Linked DNA regions of Sus scrofa: all the other regions are linked to region 2. Evidence: chromatin contacts called from public Hi-C data. All regions are on one chromosome and are shown on one strand. The core of a region is the stretch at or near the end of the contact, and the rest is flanking DNA. Distances in the headings are between cores, read along the strand shown.

Region 1 (3,034 bases), core at 235-2,734, 370 kb after region 2:
TGAAGACACTAAGATTAGAAAAGATCTAGGGGCTTTGTAAACAATGCCTGTTGAACAAATAATTGCACTGGAAATGAAAATGATTTGTCATGTTTAAGGTTAACAGTGGGCTAATTCTATTTTCATTAGGGAAATTGTGTGTAGAAAGTAGGTGTCAAATTCATATTATAAAGATAACTCAAAATACTGCAGTTACCGTAAAATGTGTATGTGAGTAGCTTACATATTGACATTAGCTCCTTGCAACTGGGTGGACCTTTGCCATTTGCAGCCCTTGAGGTTACAGATATTCCTATAAGTGAGTCTACACCCAAGCTTGATTTTGGAGAGACAGGAAGAAAAGTAGGTACCTAAGTCCTTCATCCATCCTGTGAACATCAATCCTGGTAACATGGAAAGTATGCCGTATTTTACTCTTGCTATAAGTGAAACAAGGAACAAAATGTATTTGGTCACTAGTCTTAATTTTCTGCTTAATGATGAAGGGAGATAGTAGTTGAAGGAAAGCAAATTCCTTTCTTCGCTTTTTGTAGGGCTGAATTGAGGCTTCATCTTGGCAAGAAGTGGAACTGCTCTGTTGACAACGTGATACCAAACTGAAATATAGAGAAAGGGTCATGTCACAATGCAAATCAGTCCGTGTTCTTGATAGGAAAAGCACTACATCCTTCTGATAAATAAATTGTGGGTAGCGTAGTGGTTCTCAATGGTAAGCTAAACAAAGTGGAGCACTGCCAAGAGTGGATTCCAGAAGGATGTCAAAGTGTTTCATTAGCTGTCTGTACGCTTTTATTTGTTTCTGTTGCTTATCTGTGTTTGCCATGTCCTCCCTTCCCTTGAGTTTGAAAACATTTTGAAAGCAAGATCCACTTTCCTTTTAACTCCTCCCATGACTTAGAATTCTCTTCTACACAAGACGCAGGCTCCGTCACTGCAACTCTTCATTAATATGCCACCTTCAGATTTTAAAGCCAGATCTTAAAACTGTTGACATGCCATGACTTTTATCATCACAAAGACTTCAACTGTGGTCCGTACAGAAGGGCACAGAAATTCTCTCTCCTGGGAGAAGATAGAATCTATGGCTTGAGTCACCTGTGGAAGTAGGGTTCTTCTTGCTTCAAGTCCAATAGCAGCCCTGCCTTCCTGCTAATGAGCCTGTGCCATGTACCAGATTTTTCCCATCAGCATTTAAACACGATGTTATGTCTCCCCAGTGAAAAACAAAAAGCCTCTGAAGCCCTTTTCTTCCTCTAACTACCACTGCATGTCCCTCCTTCCCTTTGCAGCAAAACTTCCCACTTTCATTTGGACCCACTCCAAACAAGCTCTTTCCCCAGTGATGTCACCAAAACTGCTCTTGTCAAAGTTACTGGAACAATATACAACATCATTAAATCCATTTGTTCTTGGTTCTATTTACTTGTCCCCTTAGTCACATTTGACCCAGGTCATTACTCATTCCTCCGGGAAACACTTTCTTCGCTTGATTACCAGCACACACCCCCTCTGCTCCCTCCTAACTCTGGTCCCTCGTATCTGTCATCCCCTTGGCTGGTTCCTTCCCCACCGCCCAGTCTCTTAACCTTGAAATGCGTCTCTTTTGTTGAATTTCTTCATTCTTTGCATACTCACTCTGTGGGAGACTCCGTCTTCTCTCATGGCTTTCAATGGCCCCGATCCACGGACGACTCCTACACTTGTAGCTCAGGCTGGCATCTCCTCTTTGGACTCCAGACTAATCTGCCTAATGTCTACTTAGGACCTCCACATGCAGGGACCCCTCAAACTACCAGTCCAGAACGGAGCTCCCAGTCTTCTTCCCATACCTTCTTCTCACATGGTCCTTCCCATTGCTTTATTACGTCATTTCATTTTCAGGTTGCATAAGCCAACTTCTGCTGCAGCTGTCCTTGTCAAAGACAAGATCAACGTCACCACTGACCCAAAACACTGAACTTGACTCCTTCCTTAGTCTCCTTCCAATCCAACATTCAAAGCATAAGTCAGATTATTATTTCACTATATAATATGCCATGTATTTTACTTATTTTGCGTGTATGTCTTGCACGTAGAATATAAATTCCATGAGGCCTGGGATTGCTGTTTTGTATGCTGTTCAACCCCCAACATGGCTTGTCACTAATCAAATGAACGAATAAGTCGATGAACAAATTACATTTAAAAAGAAAGTAAAGAGGAGTTCCCTGGTGGCTCAATGGTTTAAGAATCCAGTGTTGTTCAGGTTATTGCTATCGTGAAGGTCTGATCCCAGTTCTGGGAACTTCTGCATGCTACAGGTGCAGCCAAAAAAAAAAAAAAAGAAAGTGAAGAAGATTGGCTATAATGGGTGAGATCTCTGAAGAACTCAAATTTATTTTAGAAATGATAACGATAGAAATACAGGAGAGATACTTTAACTTTTCACAGCTTACTAACATCGCCTTCCGTGACTTTCTTTTTGAAATTTTAATTATTACTTTATCATTACAGATTTTCTTTTTATATTCCCTAAACCCCATTTATTTGGTGAGAGGTACTTCGATGCACTGTTCTTGAGATGACCATGCTTCCTGACCTCCTATGGTTCTCTAGGTTCTGGAATTAAATAGATGTACAGATGTGCCACTTGCCTTCCTGCTTCTCTGCTGGAGGCTGTCTTTTCACATAGCCACTGAGCTTCCAGGACTTAATTTTCCAAGAATATTGCCTTTTATCATTACCACTTAATTTCTACTTCTCTTGACTGAAACGAAGAAGTTACCAAAGTTCTTAAACTTCTGTTTTGACCGCAGTAAATAAAAGTGTTAAATTATAGGCATTAGATCATAGCTTAATTTCTATGGGCCATTCCAAGATACTGAAATTAGATTTAGTTATTATATGTAATGGACATTAAGCATTTATGAGACAAATGGCCTTTAATTTAATTAGATAGTGAAGTATTCATAAGATACTTTGTTTTAAGAATAGCTAGTATGTAATAGCAGGAAAGAATCTTGCCTCTAATTTCTTGCATGAAAGAGTTGAGAAG
Region 2 (3,062 bases), core at 72-2,571:
TGGTCCAAGGGATCCACAGGTCCAGCCAGAAGGCGGCCGCGCCGGGAGGTGTGGCAGGCAGCCCACGGTCCTCTTTGGTCTTGCAACTTTAGGACCCAGGGCCCGTTCCACACAGACCATTCTTCTACTCATTTCATCATGCTGGACGCCTTCCATCTAGTCCTGAGTCCAGGCGGCAAGGAAAGGGCATTAAGTTCCCACCTTCTCGGGTTCAAGGAGAGCGCAGTACGGGGCTGCAGAGGCGTTTCTTCTCTGTGTTCTCGGGGTTAACCTGACAATCCCCTCGAAACCGCAGGAAGCCCTCGCAACTGTGGGGTGCGTTTTGCGTGTGCGCGCGAGTCTGTCTTTCCTCTCTGGGGGTCCTTTCTTTTCCACCTGCCTGCGGGAACAATTCCCTCCCCAGACGTCTTTCCGTTGACCTTCGGGACAACGGTAGGCTCGGAGGTGAAATTTCTCGCTCCTGAGATGCCCTCCAGCTCTCCGCCCCCACCCCCACCCCATTTCGGCTCCCGCACAGTGAGGGTGTGTTGGTGGCCACCGAGGTTAGAGCACTCGCCAAACCTGTTCTTCCTCTCCCGGGCTCCAGAAGTCTCCCCGGCGGACCGGACTTACGCCTGGCAGAGCTTGGCACACACAGAGCTGGGGTTGAGATTCGGCGGGTGCCAGGCGCCGCCAGGCAGCGGCAGGGCGAGCGAGCGACGGCGTCCTCCTCGGTCTCTCGTCTGCTCTGGCGCCCCCGCCCAGGGCGCCCTCCAGCTGCCGCTCGGCGTTGTTTGCCAGCGGTTGCCCTTGGGTCCCCGGGGCTGCCCAGAGTGAAATCTAAGGTGAACGCCACAAGGGGAGGGCGGGCGATGGGGAGGAGGAGCCTCCGGCCGCGGCGGGGGGGGCGGGGGGAGGTGGGAGGAGCCTCCAGCCCAGGGGGTGATGTGGGCGGAACCCTGTGGGCGGATCTGGGTGGAGACCGCGGCTGAACGAACCCGGGATGGAGGGTTGGCCACGCAGGCGCGGGGGGCAGCGCCGAGAACCCCACGCGGGAGCTTCGGGAGTCTCCAGCCACCCCTTCTCACTTCACTGGAGAAGGGGCTGCGGCCGGGAGGGACCTATTAAAGAGTGAATGAGCTGCAGCCGCCGTGGCGGCCAGAGTCTGCCCAAGCGGCCCCGGAGCTGTGCGCCCGGGAGGCGGCGAGGGGAGGCGGTTCGCCTTGTCCCTCCCACCCGCCCTTCTCGCGCTCTCTTCCTCCAGCAGGTCCCAGAGCCCGGCTCGGTCCGGTCCCTCTGCCCCCATCCCGCACTCTTCCACCTCCTCCGAGACCCAGTCCTCACCTAGGGCGCCCCGCACGGCCATGGGTTAGGGCGGGGGCGCGAGCCGCGCAAAGGACCAGCCCTGTGCATCCGCCGGGGGGCGCGGAGCCCGAACGCCGCTCGCCGCTCGCCGGCGCCAGGCATGGGGAGCGCGGCGTGAGCCCGCACCCGGGGAAGACGGAGGAGCTGCGGAGACGGGCGCGAGGAGGAGGAGGAGCAGGAGAGCGGTGGATCGGAAGGACCCGAGGGAGGAAGGGAGGGACTGCAAGCGAGGGAAAAGTGAAGCTGGGAGGAGAAGGCGGCGGAAGGTGGGGATTGATGCTTCTGTTTTTTGTTGCCGCTGCTGCCCTCGCGCTGGGAGCCGAGCCGGAGGGAAGGCAGTGGAGAGATGATTGCAGAGTTGGTGAGCAGCGCTCTGGGGCTCGCCTTGTATCTCAACACCCTGAGTGCGGATTTCTGCTATGATGACAGGTAAGGGGGTGAGAGCGACTCCGCGGAGGCTCTGAAGCTGCCCGCTTGAAGGCTCGGAGTGGGTTTTGGAGGAACTAGTGCAGCACCTGAAGGTTTGGGAGACGCGTAAACACCCACACCTCCAGCAAACCCTGGGGACGCGGGCGCCCTGGGCGGGCTCAGGGAGTTTGGGTTCCTAGGTTGCCGCACGGGAGGTTCCTCTCCCGTGCTTCCCGGCTGGTGGCAGGCGCTTAAGTTTCTTAGCGGAAATCGCAGCAATTGGGGAAACTGTTTAATGAACTATTTTAAAAAAATTCGTAGATGTTCCTTGGTGCAACAAAAGCACCTTGAGCGATTTTACGTCCGTCCTGGAAGGAAGCTGTTTCCCGCCCCCTAATAGATCTTCCCTGTAACGTTTCCTTTTATTGATGGGACGCTTTTATTTACCGAGGTTAAAACACGCTTGACAGTTGCCAAAATAGTGGAGAGCTCGCCCTCTGCTTCAACTTTCCCTTTTGACGTAGGGTGTACTTTACTTTGAGCCAGGATACTGCTGCTGCTCGTCTCTCCGGCTCCCCTGCCTCCCTCACCAATCGATGGAGTAGCCCTTGCTAAAAGCCTGGGCTTTCATTTCTGCTGGGGAGTTTTACACGAGACCTTAGCGATTCTTTTGTGCTAATTGGGGAAGAAGACGCCCCTAGAGACTCCAGTTGTCTTCTGCATTTGGGTTAGTTTGGGTGGCTAATGAGACCTGAACTGTGTTGTCAGAGAAACTGAATCGATTTCTGGAAAATGTCAACCGTGGTGCTCGTGCCTCTACCTATTTAAACGTTGTTAGTGTTTAGACACTGACGAAAAGCTCCAAGAGCCATTAGGGAAAATTCCGATTTGTGCCTTTCCGGTGACTTAAGCTGATTATAATTAAAACAGATGCATAATTAAAATATATTAGGGAGAACAGCATGCCTGGCTAAACTTATTAACCGTCCTGGGGTGTTTCATGCTTCATTGAAATTAAACCATCCAAAAAGTGAGCACAGATTTACTTTGACAGCTTTTCAGCAGCCTCTCTGGGCGACGGAAAGTGAATGGATCCCCAGGGTCAGGGCAAGGCAGTGAGTGAACTTAAGCAAAGCGGTTGATGGTGAGGGGAGATGAAGGCAGACTCTTCTCCTGCTGGTGATCACCCACAGTCTGTATCCCCTGATGGGCTCACTCTCCAGCTAAAAGCGTGTCCGTGGATGTATGCCTTAAGTCAGCGGGGCTTGCTGTACTCCCACACGTCTGGGAGGAAATCCCCTGATAATAGG
Region 3 (3,114 bases), core at 481-2,980, 270 kb before region 2:
TTAAGCTAACAAGAAAGCCTCCATGAAAATATTTTCACATAATCCCCTAGTATTTCTAAAATGCCGAAGAAAAATTCCAATTACTGCAGAAACTGTCCCATGACCTCTTTCGTCAAATGCTCCTTCCATCTACAGTGAAGAATTTCAAAAGATGGTTAACACATACTTTACTCTCAGGTTACTCTGTTCTTCTGGCTGAGGCTGCTCAACGCTACACTGTTCTTCAGACAAGGCCTGGTCAGTGCTACACGGCTCTTCTGGCAAAGGCCGATCAACCTGTTCTTCTGACGGAGGCTGGTCAGCTCGTTCTAACAAAGACGGGTGAACTTTTTTAAGTTGCTTCCTGAGTCTTTCCTCTTCAGCTAAATAGAGATGTTTCAGATGATCAGGGTATTTATCTGTGAACTGGGAGTCTTGTGAGGTCTGAGTTGCCTTTTTCCTCCAAAGCAATTTCTTGTAATTCTGCTGAATCTTTAGTTTTCTTCGAAATGCAAAGCCTTGTCCTGTTGAAGAACATGTCATGAATTACTTTCCCAGAAAATATGGTACATGAAAAACATAGTTGTTAGTTTACAATGAAAACTTTTCACATCATCATGTTCAGATGCTAGATTTTCATTATGTTTTGCTTTAAAATGTTATTTTAAGAAAACAAGTTTAAGCTAATGGAATGAATAGTATGTTGGTCCTTCGCAAAAAGATGAGGCTAACAGTAGTTGTGCTGAACTCAAGTAAGCATCTGAAGGAAAAACTAGAGTGTTGCACAATTCCAACTTACTGTACTCACAAATCAGATTCCTTATTTCATCTGAAACAATCTAGGTCTTCAGTAAATACCTAGGGGGAAAAGTCTTACATCTATTATTTTATCTTAGAAAAACTACCATACGACTGATTTTCATTGTGTAATTCAACACAAATGAGGGAAGACGGCTTTTTACTTTCTCAACAGCTAGCAGTTATCAGAAAACTGGACTTATTTAAGGCCTATAAGTTCTCAATGGGATTTAAGGCCACTTAATGACGGCGAGACAAAATGAGAAGTACAAACTAAAGTGAGTAAGACAAGACTGAAGAGCAAGGGTGTGGCGCAGGACATTTCTGACTGTCGTACATAATCCTCCGCTCTAATACCCTAGACGCGCTCTGCTTTTGGTGTCACGGGGAAAATGTAGAGGAAGAGCTCTTATCAAAAATGACATTAAGCTGAGGGAGATATTTAAAAACTTGGAATGAGCGATACTGCCTAGCTTCCTATTCAGAGTTCCGAGACACCCATGCCTTGAGCGGATTTAAGATCAGATTCCTGTGCACGGAGCAGGGCCGGGTGTGATTCCTAAATACTTCCCAGCTTCGGGGGACCGTGTATCCTAAGATTTCGCAGGCCTGAGGATTTGTAAAAAGCTGCTTTCTTACATACATACCCTCGCGAACGCTTCCCGCGAAGGCCTGAGGATGATTAGGTCGCCATCTCCTCTGTTTCACATTCTTGTTTGTGAATCCGACCCGTGAAACGCCTTCCCCACGTGTCCCAAAACTCCCCGTCCGCCACCTCGGGGCTGGCCTCACTGGCGCCATTGTACCTCGACTGCGGCGCCAGAAAACCACAGCGGACGCAGTCAAAACACGTCATCAGGCAAAAGCAATCGATCGCCCACGCAGAGTCCAGATCGGAGTTCTGCTTGTCTGGCCTGTGCTACTTTCCCCCGAGCCCTCGCTTGGCGGCCACGTTTGCGCCACCTATAGCCCGGGAGGCTGTGCGTCATGGCGGCTTCTTGCCCACTCCCGGTAACCCCCGACCTGCCCACGCTGCGTGCCAAGTTGCACGGGCTGCTGCGGTTCCTGAGGGAAGCGCTGCCCATTTCCAATGCACATACGGTGGACTTCTACACGGAGTCGGTGTGGGAGCAGCTGGTCGACCTGCCTCCGGAGACCGTGCTGGCGGTGCTGAGGAGGTCGGCGGCGGAGGCGGAGGCCCAGCCCTCGGCGGCGCGCCCCCTGGCGGAAGCCCAGGGAGGATCAGGTGAGCGGTGGCGGGGCGGGCAGGGAGGCCGAGAGAAGGTCCTCCCCCGCCGCCCGGGGAAGCGTGCCCCCTAGCGGAAGCCGAGCGGAAGCGGGTGCGCGGCGGGGCGGGGCGGCGCGGGACGTCTCCGCTTCGCGGCGGCGGCGGCGTCGGGGGAGCAGAGGCGCCTCCAGCGTCTCTCTCTCGTTCTTGGAGGCTCGTGCGTTTCCCCAGTTCAAAAAGAAAGAGGAGGGCAAGGACCTGTCTTCATTAAGTAACTCAGCAATAGCTTCTTGACCCGAGGGAAGCAAGGGGAGCAGAGGTTGCATCATGCTTATCAATTCCGTGTGAAAACGGAGCGGAAGGTCAACATGCAGTGATGAGGGTCACTTCGAACAGTGATCGCGGCCAAGAAGAAATGAAACCGGTCCGTTGTGAGAGCAGGTGTGTGACGTCGCTAGTCGTGAACCGAGGACGAAGCCTCCACCTGCCCTGAGCAGCAGCAGGGGCCGTCAGGCCCCGGAGAGAGCTGGTGGCTGAGCTGCCGAAGCCCGCGCGGCCGGAGCCAGGGGCCCCCGCGGGAGGCGCGGTCCGGGATGCAGGCCGGGCCCGGGTCGCGCAGGCCTCTCCGGGTTTGGGAAGAACGCTGAGTTTGAAGGGTGGTGAGAAACGTTTTGAGCAGTCCAGCCGATATAGTGACTTAGCTCAGTGGGTCAAGGATCCGGTGTTCCCCGAGCTGTGGGTGGGTCGCAGACCTGGCTCGGATCGGGCGTTGCTGAGGCTGTGATGTAGGCCGGCAGCTGTAGCTCCGATTTCACACCTGGCCTGGGAACCTCCCTGTGCCGCACGTGCAGCCCTAAAAAGCAAAAGCAATATATATATATGTATCAAAATATATATCTATATCAAAATATATATATGTATCAAAATATATATATATCAAAATATATATATGTATCAAATATATATGTATCAAAATATATATATGTATCAAAATATATATATATGTAGTGGCTTAATTTAACTTACATTTGAGACGATCACTCTGGTAGTAGTTTGAAGAACAGACTAGTGCGGCATATCTGAGAGGCTGGTTCTTTCTTTCAGTAAAT

What was found. Hi-C and Micro-C count contacts between places; a contact is called where the count stands out from the background.
Region 1: a Hi-C map of liver shows a contact between it and region 2, with 7 times the contacts expected there. The contact joins the enhancer-like site here to the promoter of TMTC2 in region 2. A contact is called at or near these places in 1 of 5 promoter capture datasets (liver), 3 of 47 Hi-C or Micro-C datasets (embryonic fibroblasts, liver and skeletal muscle) and 1 of 2 datasets of contacts at active chromatin or transcription factors (skeletal muscle).
Region 3: a Hi-C map of skeletal muscle shows a contact between it and region 2, with 5 times the contacts expected there. The contact joins the promoter of METTL25 here to the promoter of TMTC2 in region 2. A contact is called at or near these places in 10 of 47 Hi-C or Micro-C datasets (fetal skeletal muscle, heart right ventricle, liver and 5 more) and 1 of 2 datasets of contacts at active chromatin or transcription factors (skeletal muscle).

The regions. Positions count from the first base shown.
Region 1 is chr5:98,711,186-98,714,219 of Sscrofa11.1, reverse strand. All of the region lies in intron 12 of TMTC2 (transmembrane and TPR repeat-containing protein 2), which reads left to right. Among named protein-coding and RNA genes, the nearest start is that of TMTC2, 370 kb to the left of the region's middle. Within about 2 kb of position 1,484, at least 13 of the 83 cell types and tissues checked have an H3K27ac peak or open chromatin away from gene starts, as enhancers often do. A contact at or near this core is called in liver, where this site is marked.
Region 2 is chr5:99,083,502-99,086,563 of Sscrofa11.1, reverse strand. TMTC2 (transmembrane and TPR repeat-containing protein 2) reads left to right here and starts at 1,321. Exons shown (of 13, transcript XM_021093031.1): 1 at 1,321-1,773. The coding sequence starts at 1,691.
Region 3 is chr5:99,357,201-99,360,314 of Sscrofa11.1, reverse strand. It overlaps METTL25 (methyltransferase-like protein 25), which reads left to right and starts at 1,730. Exons shown (of 14, transcript XR_002344285.1): 1 at 1,730-2,023. CCDC59 (coiled-coil domain containing 59) reads right to left here and starts at 1,589. Exons shown (of 4, transcript NM_001243859.1): 1 at 1,425-1,589; 2 at 167-503. The coding sequence starts at 1,578.